Regions from separate parts of the Mus musculus genome. Here region 2 is linked to region 1. Evidence: chromatin contacts called from public Hi-C data. All regions are on one chromosome and are shown on one strand. The core of a region is the stretch at or near the end of the contact, and the rest is flanking DNA. Distances in the headings are between cores, read along the strand shown. Region 1 overlaps Dgki (diacylglycerol kinase, iota). Region 2 overlaps Dgki (diacylglycerol kinase, iota).

The links. A called contact is a pair of places that touch in the nucleus more often than the background predicts.
Region 2: a contact with region 1 is called in a Hi-C map of cerebellum, with 3 times the contacts expected there. The contact joins two enhancer-like sites. A contact is called at or near these places in 7 of 39 promoter capture datasets (embryonic stem cells, frontonasal cranial neural crest, hippocampal neurons and 4 more), 22 of 484 Hi-C or Micro-C datasets (the G1E-ER4 cell line, the N1E-115 cell line, adipose-derived mesenchymal stem cells and 11 more) and 1 of 9 other capture datasets (embryonic stem cells).

The regions. Positions count from the first base shown.
Region 1 is chr6:36,924,729-36,931,760 of GRCm38.p6, reverse strand. All of the region lies in intron 24 of Dgki (diacylglycerol kinase, iota), which reads left to right. Among named protein-coding and RNA genes, the nearest start is that of Gm52857, 25 kb to the right of the region's middle. Within about 2 kb of position 5,105, at least 16 of the 459 cell types and tissues checked have an H3K27ac peak or open chromatin away from gene starts, as enhancers often do. A contact at or near this core is called in cerebellum, where this site is marked.
Region 2 is chr6:37,035,832-37,043,362 of GRCm38.p6, reverse strand. The region is part of intron 12 of Dgki (diacylglycerol kinase, iota); the gene reads left to right. Among named protein-coding and RNA genes, the nearest start is that of Gm52857, 140 kb to the right of the region's middle. Within about 2 kb of position 4,657, at least 30 of the 459 cell types and tissues checked have an H3K27ac peak or open chromatin away from gene starts, as enhancers often do. A contact at or near this core is called in cerebellum, where this site is marked.

The DNA of each region.
Region 1 (7,032 bases), core at 3,856-6,355:
GCCCCATGCTTCTGTGTCTTTCCTTTCCAAAGTTGCAGTGAACTGCCAGCAAAGCATGGGGGCTCAGACGTGACAGCTCACATTAACCTGACATGGCAGCGTGAGACGTGCAAGGATGTGCTGGCTGTCCATAGTCTGCTGAAAGTTCCAGACACCCATCTCTGGTAGCAAAATATAAAGCCCCTCCCCGCAAATGGCATCTGGTGTAAGTTATAACTGCCAAGTATACAGTATTCAGGTTCATGTCTTCTTCATATTGGCAAATAAACTGGAATGTATAAATAAATTAGATTTTATTTGATAAACAATGCTTCTTGAGGCCATCTGTTACAGGATAACTTCTTTTCATTCTTGGAAATAATGTTCCTTTTGCCCCCAAGTCATGAAATGAAGAGGGAGGAGATTGTCTTGGTGTGAACTGAAACCAGTTTGCAAGTTAGAATTAATTTATCTTAATCCACTGAAGGGCAGAGCTCAGGAAGGGACTTCATTTTAAGTTGTGTTTGTTTTCCTTTTGTGATTGAATTATTGTCATGATTTTTAACTAAAGAAGATTTCTACTCCCAGTAAAGGCATTTAGCAATGCCTGTGGCTTTCTCTTGGAATCCATTGAATAGAAGCCACTGAATATGTATGAATCCAATGCAGGAACGTCTCCTATAGCAAAGTTTTACCCATCCTCAGATGTCAGCAGTGTAGAGTCCGAGAGTCCCTGAAATCATAATAATTTTGCTTAGGACACAATGAGGGCCCATGGCAGCTGAAAAGTCTAGGGGAGAAAAGTCAAAGGAAAAAGAAACTGAAGAAAGCACAGCTAGGAAGAATAAAGACAGCTATAGCTGTGGCCCGGTGTATTCAAGAAAGCCAAGTGTACTTAAGTTTAAAAAACATGCCTGTGTATACCAGAAGTCTCAGCATTTCTCCTTGTAAACAATTAAACACTGTCAGTTTAATTTGACTAATTCTATTGATTATCATAGCATTCAATACTAAGTGCAAAATACTATTTATTCAGGTGATCCTTAAAGATCAAAAATTAAGAAAAAATATAAAAATTTCAGGAAAATAAATGTGACTGGGAAACATTTTATTAAGTAAGATATATGCTATTATACAATATATATGATGTTATTAATTCACAGCAATCATTATCTCTCAATATCAATACATGTGTATTGCTCATTTATATGTGTGTGTCTGTGTGTGCATGTATATTTCTCAGAGATACAAGTAATGTGTGTTCTTCCTCATATCTAGATCTTAGCTTCTAATTGTTAAGTGGGCATGTCTAGGCAGGAGTACACATGGGTAAAGGTCAGGAAACTAAAGAAAAGTTCTCAGAAAGAGAGTGGGGAATAATAGAACAAGGAGGAACGAAGGAACAAGAGCCAAAGGGTACTGTGGGGAAGAGGGAGATGAGGGGGAGAGCAACCAGAGACTCCATCTGAATAAAATTTGCATGAAAATATCATATGGCAGCTGGTTACATTGTTGGATAAATCAAAACATGTAAAATTAAAATATCTTTTAAAAGATAAAAGGAATAGGTGTATAGACGATGGAGAATAAAGATAGATAAGAAGTGAGGATGAGTAAGAGACACATTAAGAGAAGTGTGATCATGGACTGAACCTTAGGAAGTGAATCACTGACTCCCAGCTCAAACAACTGCTGTTCAGTTTCTGTGAAAGAAGAATGCCACTCACATTCCAGGTATAGTTAAATGCTAGGTGCATATCGCCTAATTGCATAACCTACTGGAGTGTGTAACAGGAATGCCGTGTGCATTAGTTATGCATAATTGAATATAAATTAAGAGCAGCTTTTGCATATGCTTGCCAAGTAGTTGTTCAGAGAACTGTATTAATTACATATAATTAATACTAGATGGATTTCAGAAACACATGAACACACATGCATTTCTATGGAATTGAATTCTGCCTAAACTAAAACCTAAACCCCTGTAAGAGAATTTACTGACCTTTCTTTCTCCTCTAATCTGAGTCATTGTCCGTATTGCATTGGAGGATAACTTTGACTCCATGATTCCTGTTTGCCAGTTACTTGGTGAGGTCACAGAGAAGAAGTTACAGGATGGAAATACATTGTCCTCGATGGGGTTGCTCATGCAGGTTGTGTTAAATCAGGATCGTGGCTTATTCAGTGTTATTCCTCTTCTGGCATCACTGTCCCTCGTGTGTGTTCTGATTATGTTGTCAGAGTAGAAGAGAAGGATTTCCCTCTTGGATTCCCATGAGGTCATCATTTACTAAGAACATCCAGTAAAGAGCATTTCAGGACCATGGCTTAAGTTGTCAATTCCTCTTTGGCAACATGCTTCCCGAATTTTTATTTTATTTTATTTTACTTTACTTTACTGTATTTTATTTTATTTTATTTACCTCTCCAATATATATTTGTTTTTGATACCGTTGAGGCTCATTTGATAGTTCCCTGGGCTTTCCTAAGTGAGCCGTCTGTGTTGTGCAGTCTACAAAGGTTTATAATCTTGCCTCTGTTAGCCTGCCAGAGAAAGGGAACACGAGAAGCTATCTCTATCTGAGCTTCTCCTATCAGTCCCATGATGGAGAGGAAGATGCAGACCCCTGTGAGACAAAATTCTCTGGCCTCAGGGCACAAGCAGAAAGGCTCCCGAGCCCTGGGCAGGTTTGGGTATTGGAGAATGCTGCTTTCCCCTAGGTCTGTCCATCTCTCCTCCTTCCTGACATCCCTTGTCTTCCTTTAGTTCCTCTGGTTCTTTGCACATCGGCCACTGTATTCATCCCGGAGGTTCCCCAGAAGTGAGGGACCTTTGCTCTCCAGTACAGGAGCCTGGCTGAGAGCTTAGCGTTGGCTCCTCCTGTGTTGCCAGTTTATTAACAGCAAATCAACCAATTAAATGGAGACTATTAAAGAACTTTAATAATAATAATAATAATAATAATAATAATAAGAAGAAGAAGAAGAAGAAGAAGAAGAAGAAGAAGAAGAAGAAGAAGAAGAAGAAGAAGAAGAATTGGACTTGGCTTTTAGCTCCTTGAGCTTTGAGCTTAAATAGTCCTTGGTGCTTTGCTAGTATGATGTGTCTCCACTTTTCCCTGTCTCTATATAGAGTTAAATGTAAGATAGATACATCCTATATACATGTAAGTTCATTGTTAGAATGACATGAATTTACTTTCCTTTTATACTCACTTTGCATATTATACTCTATTTTGTCTACTTTTCATATTAGTGTATCATTGCTGTTATGTCTTGTGAATAAATGAATTTATAGCTCCTTCTTTCCTTTCAGTCATATATTTCCACCCCCTTGATAAACATTTAAGTGGTAGACAGTTGGCTTGTTTGTTTTCTGAAAAATATTATGAGAAACATCAAGTTGCACATAGAGCCAGATCACATGTTAAACCTTGCTATGATTGGCCTTAAGCCTAATACAAGTATGGACCCTAAGCCTAATACAAGTACAGTACTCATACAGAACATACAGCGATTGATAAAACTTTCCTTCAGTGATGATGGGAAGTGCCTTGCCTCTGGGACTGTTTCCTTTGCGAGCCCATTGACCATCCTATTTTCTGTGGGACTCTCAAGCAGCAGGCTCCATGGAGTAAGAAGTGGGCAGAGAGCATGGCTGCAGAATTTGAAAGAGAAGGATCTGAGTTAGCAGGAGTGATTTCTCTGGCAAGAAGCAAGGAACATTTAGTTGCCTGTTAATAGCAGCTGCATCTGTGGCCACGCTTTGAGTGCTAATAGAAGGGAGGTCTTCATTCCCGTCAGATCACTCTAGATGTTTCTCTATTCCAACTTTTGCTTATGCCGTCTAGGAAGTTTGCTTTCAGATGTGACATTTCAAGACTTTTCTTCAGAACCCCAAATATCTCTAAGCTCCCAAGAAGCTAAAAATTATCACACAAGATTTACACACTCACTGGTAAAAGAGGTCTATGGGTTCTGTCACCTGGTAAGTGCGGACATCTAAGTAGCTTACTTAAATTATTAAAAGAAAGGATAAATAATCCTTTACATATTTCAGTTCCTCAAACCATGATACCTGATTTCTGGGTAGATTATGGGTATAAGTTGAGTTTCAGAAAGAGTGAATGTCAGTAGAGACAGGTGAGGGTGAAATTATGCAGCCTTCCTAGCAACAAAGTGATGGTCCTGAAACACTTGGTGTAAGACTTACAAACCAACCTATTCCGTGAGATTTACCTATGTTTCCAAATAAAATCTTTGAACAGAGAAGTACCTCTGGGTAGGTTTTGTGAGGCTTAAAAGATTCAAATTGTGAATATTTGTACTAATACGTATTGCTGAGAGATCATTTTCTTGTTATAAAATATTCATTGCATGAACTAATAATAAGCCTGCACAGCCTCCATTTTATTTCATCTATAGTCATCAAAGGATACACCACCCACAGACACACACACACACACACACACACACACACACACACACACACTCACTCACTCACATATACATACACATGTATATGTTAAAACCATAATTAAAATTACTTTCCTTTTGGAAAATAAATTGAAAGTTGGTATATTGGACACACAAGAATTCCCAAAGTGTGTGTGTGTGTGTGTGTGTGTATGTGTGTGTGTGTGTGTGTATATATGTATGTATCATATATATATTATATACACACACATATATACATATATGTGTGTATATGTGTGTGCGTGCACATGTGTGTATGCATATATATAAACTTCATATATATATACATATGCATGTATGTATTATGTGTGTAAGTATAGAGCCTGGTTTGTGGAAATTTAAAAGGGAAATAATAATCAGAAAAAAAGCCTCGCTGATAAAGAGAGTGAATGAAGAGAAATTACTAGTGCCTGAAAGTCTTCAACAATCTGGATATTTTCATGATAGCTGTTCTTTCCCATCATTCATAAGTCAGTGCAGAAGCTGTATGTGTGTAAGTGGAGGACAAAGAGACGATGGGAGGAATGGAGGGGAGAAGACTCAATAGTTCTACTTGACATCCTGTCACTTAGCTTAGTGTAACTAGACCATATGGTCTAGGATGGCATCTGTTGGCTTGGCTCAGTCATCCGTCTGTGCCAGAGCCGTTTGAAATCTGCTGCCTCAGACCAGAGATTGGAGCCATGCGTTTCATACTTGGAAGGGAAAGGCTTGATGAGATTTGTGCTAAGCATTTTGTTTCACTCATAATTCATGTCTTCTGCTTACTCTGATTCTTTTGGCAGCAGATTTAAATAAAAGTTGTTTCCTCTGTATTTGTGGCTTTGCAGCAGTAGCCAGGAAATAAGTTAAAACCTTAATTAAAACGACCTTCCTTTGGGAAAATAAACCAAAACTTGGTTATTGGATAACACAGGGATTTCCAAAGTAGGTGCAGACAGAAATGAGATTATCAGGCTGGTTAATGGTCACCTTCTTGGAGATGGTTTGCCAAACTTCACTCATTGTAGTCTTTAATTACGTGTCTTGTACTTTACCAGATTTAATTAGATAAATATAAAAAGAACAATCACCGCAGTAAGCATACCATAGCTATGTAACAACTAGCCAACCAGCTTAGCACAAGAGATGTTGATTTCTGTGAAAAGGAGTATCCAGGAAGCAGAGTTGTGAGTGATAGGCGAGAGGCACAGTAGACAGTGTTCTGAAAAACATTGCCATCAGTGATAGGTGATATTTGCCTTGGAGGCTAATGCCCATCAGGCAGTGGTGGTGCGTGCCTTTAATCCCAGCACTTGGGAGGCACAGGCAGGTAAACTGGATGATTCCAGCCTTTGTTTAATGCTCCTCTTTTTTCATGTCTACTCAGAGACAGTTTCTGTTTTTCCTTGATCCTTCCTCATCTGAGTTCAGCCACACTGAGGCACCAGTGGGCCAGGGCAGCACCATGCATAGCGTCTAGTGGACAAGATAGTCAGCGTCCCATGAGCTTTTCACATGCCTTAGAGGACATAATTTTATGTATTGTTTCTCAACATTACTAGCCTCAGATATTTACAAGAACATAGCACCATGGAACTGCCAACATTAATACTTCAGGATAAATTCTACAAGTGCTATTATACAAACAAGGCATTTAAGGCACAAGCTAGATAAGATCTCTCCCCAGATGCTCTGAGCTGGTAGTTAACGGAGCTGGGATTGTCCTGACTGTCAAAGCTAGTGTTCTGGAGATCAGGGTTCTACTTCTCTGGCCTTGCTGCTTAAGTGAAGCTGGATCATAGCTGAATCTTTCCTTTCTTTTTTTTTTCCTTTTCCATTTTTTATTAGGTATTTAGCTCATTTACATTTCCAATGCTATACCAAAAGTCCCCCATAGCCACCCACCCCCACTCCCCTACCCACCCACTCCCCCTTTTTGGCCCTGGCGTTCCCCTGTACTGGGGCATATAAAGTTTGCCTGTCCAATGGGCCTCTCTTTCCAGTGATGGCCAACTAGGCCATCTTTTGATACATATGCAGCTAGAGTCAAGAGCTCCGGGGTACTGGTTAGTTCATAATGTTGTTCCACCTATAGGGTTGCAGATCCCTTTAGCTCCTTGGGTACTTTCTCTAGCTCCTCCATTGGGAGCCCTGTGATCCATCCATTAGCTGACTGTGAGCATCCACTTCTGTGTTTGCTAGGCCAGGGCATAGTCTCACAAGAGACAGCTACATCTGGGTCCTTTCGATAAAATCTTGCTAGTGTATGCAATGGTGTCAGCGTTTGGATGCTGATTATGGGGTGGATCCCTGGATATGGCAATCTCTACATGGTCCATCCTTTCATCTCAGCTCCAAACTTTGTCTCTGTAACTCCTTCCAAGGGTGTTTTGTTCCCACTTCTAAGGAGGGGCATAGTGTCCACACTTCAGTCTTCATTTTTCTTGAGTTTCATGTGTTTAGGAAATTGTATCTAACAATGGAGTACTACTCAGCTATTAAAAAGAATGAATTTATGAAATTCCTAGCCAAATGGATGGACCTGGAGGGCATCATCCTTAGTGAGGTAACACATTCACAAAGGAACTCACACAA
Region 2 (7,531 bases), core at 3,408-5,907, 110 kb before region 1:
CTTGGACTGCCTGCAGCATTCATTCCTCCCCGGTGTGGGGCAGGGCCCCATCTGCATGTGGGTCTTGTGATCATCTGCCAGGTGAGGTAGAACAGATATTTCTATGGCCGGCTCCTACGCAGAAAGTCAGGGGAAAATTAGAGTTGTATTTGCAAGCTTTATAAATTGCTTCAGGGAAAGGGCTTCTAGCCACCTCAGAGAGGATGAGTTCTGATCTCTGTCACTTGCCATGGCAAGAGTGAGGGGAGAGAAAGAGGAGAGTCACGGGGAAATCTTTGCTCTCTGTGTCTGTCATTTCAAAGCACTCACCATGCCAGAGAGAGGTTGGGTGATCATTCGCCAAGTTCCGATGTTATAATAGAATTTTACTAGCTCCCTATATTAAGAATTACATCCTCTGGCGATTATTCTTTGTGGTGTCAGCAGCTCCCAGGATGACCGTTTAATGAAAGGTGAAACTCATTATGAATCTTAGCTACAGTTGCCTCCCTTATCTTACAAGCTGCTTTACCTTCCTTTGTGACTTCAGCCTCCCACACTCTTCTTCTTTAAGTTTCAGTGACAACTAGATAGAACCTGACACGTCTGTTGACCTGGGCTCAAAAGTTTTTTTTTTTTTTTTTTTAAATTCAAATCCATATGCATAGCCTACTTACCATCCCTAAGCTGCAGATCTTTACTGATTAGGGTGCCTCCCCTCTTCCAGCCCCTCCCAAGTAGCCATCCCTGCTGGGACCCCCCCCTCCTCCTCTCTCCTTTGTTTTATGTTCTAGGCAGACACATATTCCAAGAAGCACAGGGTTAGGTCCTGCAGTACTGAAGCCTTCTCTTCAGGCAGGTAACTATTTTGAAAGATGAGGTTTCAGTACTTACAGGACAGGAAGGGAGCCAAGCCCCTTGTCCCATGTGAGACAATTATGGAGCTTGAGATAAAATCCCAAAGAAAATTGAAAAATAATAGAAGAATAGAAAGGTGAAAGGTTGATCTGTCAGGAAAATAAACAGAAAACAGGCTTCAAGACACAGGAGGAAGCTGAATTTTAAGAAGAGACTGCACAATTAACAACCATTTGTGACCAAGAAACAATGGTGTCTTCAAAAAAGCAATTTAAATGGGGGAAACCAAACCAAACCAAACCAAACCAAACCAAACCAACCAACCCAGGGTGGTGAGTGGAACCCAGTCATGCTGTGAGGAACTGCTGATTTTAATTTATCAGATTCAATCCCAGCATTCAGTGTCGGTGAGCTTCTTGGTGCTGTTGTCTGTCGCCTGCCCCTCTGATACACAGCTGACCTGCTTCCTCTGCTGTGTCCAGTCTGGTCCTTTCTTCTGTCTTCTCATCATGCACACCACCGTTAATCACTACTACACAAGACTGTTCCTTTTCTTCTTAGGCACTTGATCTGTGTTCCTGACTTCACTTGTCATGTTGTTCCATGGAGTTTACAAATACATGAGTTTCTTTTTGTTTTGTTTTGTTTTGTTTTGGGTTTTGTTTTTTTTGTTTGTTTGTTTGTTTGTTTTTCCGAGACAGGATTTCTCTGAATAGCCCAGGCTGTCCTGGAACTCACTTTGTAGACCAGGCTGGCCTTGAACTCAGAAATCCACCTGCCTCTGCCTCCCAAGTGCTGGGATTAAAGGCGTGTGCCACCACCACCCGGCTGTACGTGAGTTTCTTGTGCTCGGGGCGATAGTTGTGTCTACAGTGAGAGCAATGTGCTTGGTGTTGGAGCACTTCATAGGTTCGTCATTCTTTTCCTTGTTAGCATCTGATGTTCTGTCAGCAGGAATAAAAGCTTTTAACTAGCCACCTTAAATCAACTTGATTTTACTTCATTCCTCCATGTTAAAGTGAGGCGTCTGTGTAGGCAGAGGAGGTTTCTGGAATGTTTATCCCATGTGATTGCTGGTTCGGAATGTGGAGATTTCAGATTTTCATACATGCATGAGTATTTTGCCTGTATTCAATGTGCAGGCCTGGTGGTGAAAGAAGCCAGAGGACAGCACGGGATCCCCTGCAACAGTTGTGAGCCACCATGTGGGTGCTAAGAGTGGAGCCCAGGGACTCCAGAAGAGCAGCCAGCGTTCTTAATTGTGGAGCCCTCTCTGAAACCTCTGGAATGTGAGACTTATTATTGCATGGAGGCAGAATTAACACAGAGAGACAGCCTAGTGACTCTGTGTGGGGCAAACTGCAAGCTTTAAGTAAAAGGAGTGTAATTCTCCAACATGCTGGACACACGTTTGACACGAGGTATGGAGCCTTCGGTTAGTGAACACATCACTGGATACTGTCAGTATTCTGCCCGAGCGGTGACACCACTCAAGGAGGAATCACAGAGGGAATATTTTTGGTGGCAGCTGCTCACATATTAACCATGTGAAGTATGCAACATATTCTGTAATATGTAGAAATGTATTATTTTGGAGAAAAGGTTTTAGGCTTCAATATCAGTTATTTTGTTTTTATATTAATAAAATATACAATTCCATATCCAGTTCCAAAACGCATTTGGAAGTGGATATGGAAAAATGTGGCTTTTCTACTGTTTCTGTGGCATTATTAAATCTGTAAAGACAACTATTGTGATATCTAAGGTTCCTCAAAGTCGGTGGTGTAGTAGTTCAGACCACTGCTGTCCATGGGCATTATGGTTAAACCACATTTGTAGTTTGACTTTTTCTAGAAGGCATTTTTAAGAACAACATTGAAAAGTAGTAGGCAAATTTTGTTTCATATTTCCTTTACATTTTATAGAAAACACCACAGCATGCAAGATGTAACTTACTGTGAACCATTTTACATGCTATCTTAGTCAGGGTTTTTATTCTTCACAAACATCATGACCAAGAAGCAAGTTGGGGAGGAAAGGGTTTATTCGGCTTACACTTCCATTCTGCTGTTCATCACCAAGGAAGTCAGGAATGGAACTCAAGCAGGTCAGGGAGCAGGAGCTGATGCAGAGGCCATGGAGGGATGTTCTTTACTGGCTTGCTTCCCCTGGCTTGCGCAGCCTTCTCTCTTATAGAACCAAGACTACCAGCCCAGAGATGGTCCCACCCACAAGGGGCCCTTCCCCCGTGATCACTAATTGAGAAAATGCCTTTCAGTTGTATCTCATGGAGGCATTTCCTCAACTGAAGCTCCTTTCTCTGTGATAATCCCAGCTGTGTCAAGTTGACACAAAACTAGCCAGGACACATGCTATTTACAGTGCCTTTGCAGTCTGACTGATACAGTAGGTATGCAGCCATCCAGTTTGGATCTGCCATTCAGTGGCCAGTGGCTTTGTCTCTAGGTCGCACAGATGTGGTCTCTTTGCACCTGACTTGCCCAGGTCAGAGGCACATAGGTACAGGTGTTGGGTGGTGTGATTCCCTCTTTGATCCCTGTGCTGAAATAAAACCCAGATTAACACGTGAGCGTCCTGAAACATTCATGCTCACAATAAAAGACTTATTAGAAATTATCACTCTTTGGCAAAATTATACCTATGTGTCTTTTTTCTTGGTTATACCATACTGCCAGACATCTAGTGCTGCTTACTCTGCTCATACGTGGAAGAGCAAGTGGACTCGGCCACTTCTGCTGCACGCACCCCTACTATGGCTCCTTGTGCAATAGCCTGTGACCTCTGCCCATCTGGGTCTTGACTCAGAGAAACTAGGCGAGACCATCCAGCTCACTGTTAGCGATTCTAGTGTCTTGTTAAAAATCTTCAATTAGATTGACATTTGCCCTTCATTTCACACTTCCTGTTCATTTGGCTTTCCTAGATTAAGAGTAGTAGATGGCCCCTAATTCTGAACGGGTAGGACTGCAGGTCAGAAATTATAGAAAAAAGACAAATTAGACAGGACCATGGTAGGGCCTAGTTGATCATGTGAAACCCTGTCCTCCCTTGATTTCTGTCCCCCACCCCCGTATTTTCCCTTCTACGAGAAAGCACATGCTATGACTTCTGCATGCATTTATCAGTAGAAGGGAGTGGATAGATATCCAAATATCTATACTTTATTTTGTCTTTATTTTTTTCTTGCTTAGTGATAATCATATTTCTTCAGATAGTGTGGTAAGTTATACAATTAAAATTAAATCATAGGTTAAAAGTTAAGGATATAAAGCACTAAAAGGAAATGGTAGTTTACTTCTTCCTTGGCATCTGTGCGTGACTTGTTTCAAGAGTCCTTATAGATACCAACTTGTCTGATGCACAGTCCTTGATATAAAATGATGTAACATTTCTGTGGGGACCTACATGCATTCTTGTATATACCACACACCATCTTTAGACTTGGCCCCCTTATGCTATGGAAATAGCTTCGTTTTTAGGGAAACGTGACCAGAAGGAAACGTGCACCTGCAGTGTAGACATGAATGTTTGCTTGGAAACTTCAGTCCAAGCAATGACTTAAGTCATTGATAAGGAACCTCTAGACACAGAGGGCTAGGGATGGCTGTACCTGTCCACTGTTGTGCCTTGCTTTTCTGTGAGAGTGGAGGGATGTACGTACCATTCTCCACCAAGGTGGGCTTCGTTCTTTTCTGCCTGTTCTGTCAGAGGAAAATGTCAGTTCACTGTCATCCACACTCCTCAGCCCTGTCCATTGTCAGTGCACCGTGGAAGGCAAATATCACTCGGTGTCCTTCTGTGACAGCTCGAGCTGAGAGCAGGCAGGTGGTGGCAGCATTGGCCAGCTGCTGCTGCTGCATCGTGCCTGCTCAGGCAAGAGGCAACGCAGGAGGACTCAGTTCTCAAGCTGCCAGTCCTGATGGTCCTGAAGGGCAGAGCGGGGAAGCTGGGAATGTGTTGGTTCAGTCTGGATAATGTTCTTCACCAGTGGGAGGAAATAATTGGAATGGGACTAGTGGGCTGGCACAGATAATTTGGGGGAACATTAAAGCCGGATAAAACAGAGAACCTATTTGAGAGCCTGTAATCTGAAATCTGGGATCGTGAAAAGAGCAGGCTTCTGATAACAACCTGGGAGGTCGAGCCCTCCCCACTCCCCCAGCTTTGAGGCCTGAAGATCCTTTGCATACTTTTGTTTTGCTTTTATAAGGACAAGCACGTAGGACGTTACCCGTGATCCCCCAATTTTCCTGCTATGGCAGCACATTTGTGCCCATCTCTTTTGGATGGCCTGTTTCAGTTGCAGGAAAGTTGACTCCTGGTTTTATCTATGGTTTACAAAAGACAGACTTCCCGGTGTGAAGACAGGCAAGGGTATGGTAGTTTGCATTTCTTAGTTGTCAGGCATGTGCAAAGCAAGGTCTGCACGTCCAGTAGAGAAAATGACACTGGCATGCAGTCACCGTTACTCTCCACTTTACAGAAGAGGAAGGGGTGTGCTTAGTGACTGGTCCACTCACTCCAGTACCCATGGGAGCTTGGTTCCAATGCCAGCGTCTCCTTCTGGATCCTGTGCTCTCTGCCCCGCTACGGTGCTGCCTTATGCTGTCATATGCATGCACAGGCACAAGCAGATACGTCCACGTACATAGTACACAAATGCGCATCCAGTTTGTGTGTAAAGACATCTTCGTGTGAAAGTCTGAAGAAGTGTACTTTGTCCTTGAAGATGAGGGTACAAGATCCTCAAAGTCCCCAAGGCTCTGTGTAGAGCTGAGTGCAGATGAAGCCCATCCCTTGGGAACCACTCTTTTAGAAAGCAAGACAGCAGCTAAGCCTGAGAAGATTTGATTGGCAGCTGCCAAACCCATCACAGGCAGTCGCAGGACTCCTTTCTTGGTGGCTAATCCTCTTGCTTTTCCATCTCTTTCAGTGTGAGCTTTCAAGTGACTTAGAGTTTTTCTTTGTAGGCTCATGTTCAGAGGCGGTTGTTTGATGTTCGCTTTCGATCTCTGTTTCGTTTCCTCACAGAGTATTTTAAGACTTATCAGACTAGAATTGTGTCTGCTGTGGGTGGTGAAAGCTTCCATGCTAGAAACACATCCCTGGGTTTGTGGGAGATTGGCCTAACTGTTTACCAGACAGAGGCTCTCTCAGTTTCTTCCAGACATACCAAGTTACAGTCCCGGGGCCGGGCCTCAGGCAGTGGGCATCTGTACTCTGTTCCAACCTTCTTTCCCCCTGCCTAGAGAACACTGGTACCAGTACAGCCTCTAGCCAGCAGGGGGCTGCTTTCATCCCTCATTACTAGACAGACAGCAGACTGGATTCCTCCACTGCCCCAAGGTTTTCTTTACCTCACCTTTAATGCCCTGTGTTTTGTTGATGGACAAGAAGATGTCTTTCTCAGCTCTCTCTTCTATTACTGCTGTGTTTACAGTAAGATCAGATGTTGTAAGGGTGAACTAATATAAATATCTTCCCAAGGAAAGAGAGATATAGGCAAATTAAAATAAGAACAATCTCTCATTTAAATCTAGAAAAATAAAAAGAGTGAGGACGGGCGACTCAGAGAAGTTTGGGGGGGGAAGCATCCAATATTCTTCTCTGGATGCATTGTTGAATTAGATTCTGAGTTCTATTGCATGTCTGCAGCTCTGGTTTCTCTTAGTGCTGTCTGCATCTGTGTTTATCATTCTGGATGCTTGTGACCTTTCTATGACCCTCCACAAGCTTCCTACAGTTTCCCAGTTCTTTCAGCTTTCATTGTGCTTAGCTGTGCTTTTAGTAGCAAGGAAACAGTGTTTGGCACAGCCACGAGAGCCGACTTATCACCTGGACCACTTGACTGGCACGGTGTGAGCAAAAAGAGCTAAAGAAATCCAGGTCACAATCTAAGGATGGTCCAGGAATGGCTTCTTAACACTTAGGAAGATCTGTGTTTGTAGTGTGTCACATGTAGTGAATTTTGGAGCTTTCTCTACATCCAGAGATGTCAAAAATCACATATTGCTGCCTCTAAGATAGTCAGGCCATTCCCAGTACCAGGTTTGGTATTATTGAGTTAGTAGTTTTTCGGTTTTAGAAACGGAACTTAGGGAGGTCTTGGGGCATGCCAGCAGGAGATTTCCCATTGAGCTACACCCCACTCACCTCTTTATTTTGTTTTGTCCTGAGATAGGGCTTCACAAATTGCCTAGGTTGGCCTCACTCACCATCCTCCTCCCTCAGCCTCCTGAGAAGTTTGGAACTGTGAGCTTGTGCTGGTAGGCCTTGCGATCCTCACCTCCTTATGAAAACTTATTCCTCTGCGGCACTAAAAATGCTGGCCTCACTAACTGGTGTTAGTCTTACCTCGTTATGAACGGCAGTTCTCATGTATAAATGATGCGATGCTAATGCCGCTCTATCATTCAACTCCCTTACAAAGTGGAAACTAAAATTAAACTATCTTACGGAGTCTTTTTATGTTGGCATATAGTAATGGCTTCGTCTTGACATTTTTGAAGTTCAATAATGTGATGTTGCTCGGGGATAGCATAGAGATTGTAATCAGTGTACCATCCTCTGCCAGCGTGAACTCTGAGGGCAGCCATTTTGTCTTATCCAGCATAGCCCAGCTCATTAATCTCGTTATTTCAGCCGTTCTGCTCTGTTGTGCATGTAGTTGGTG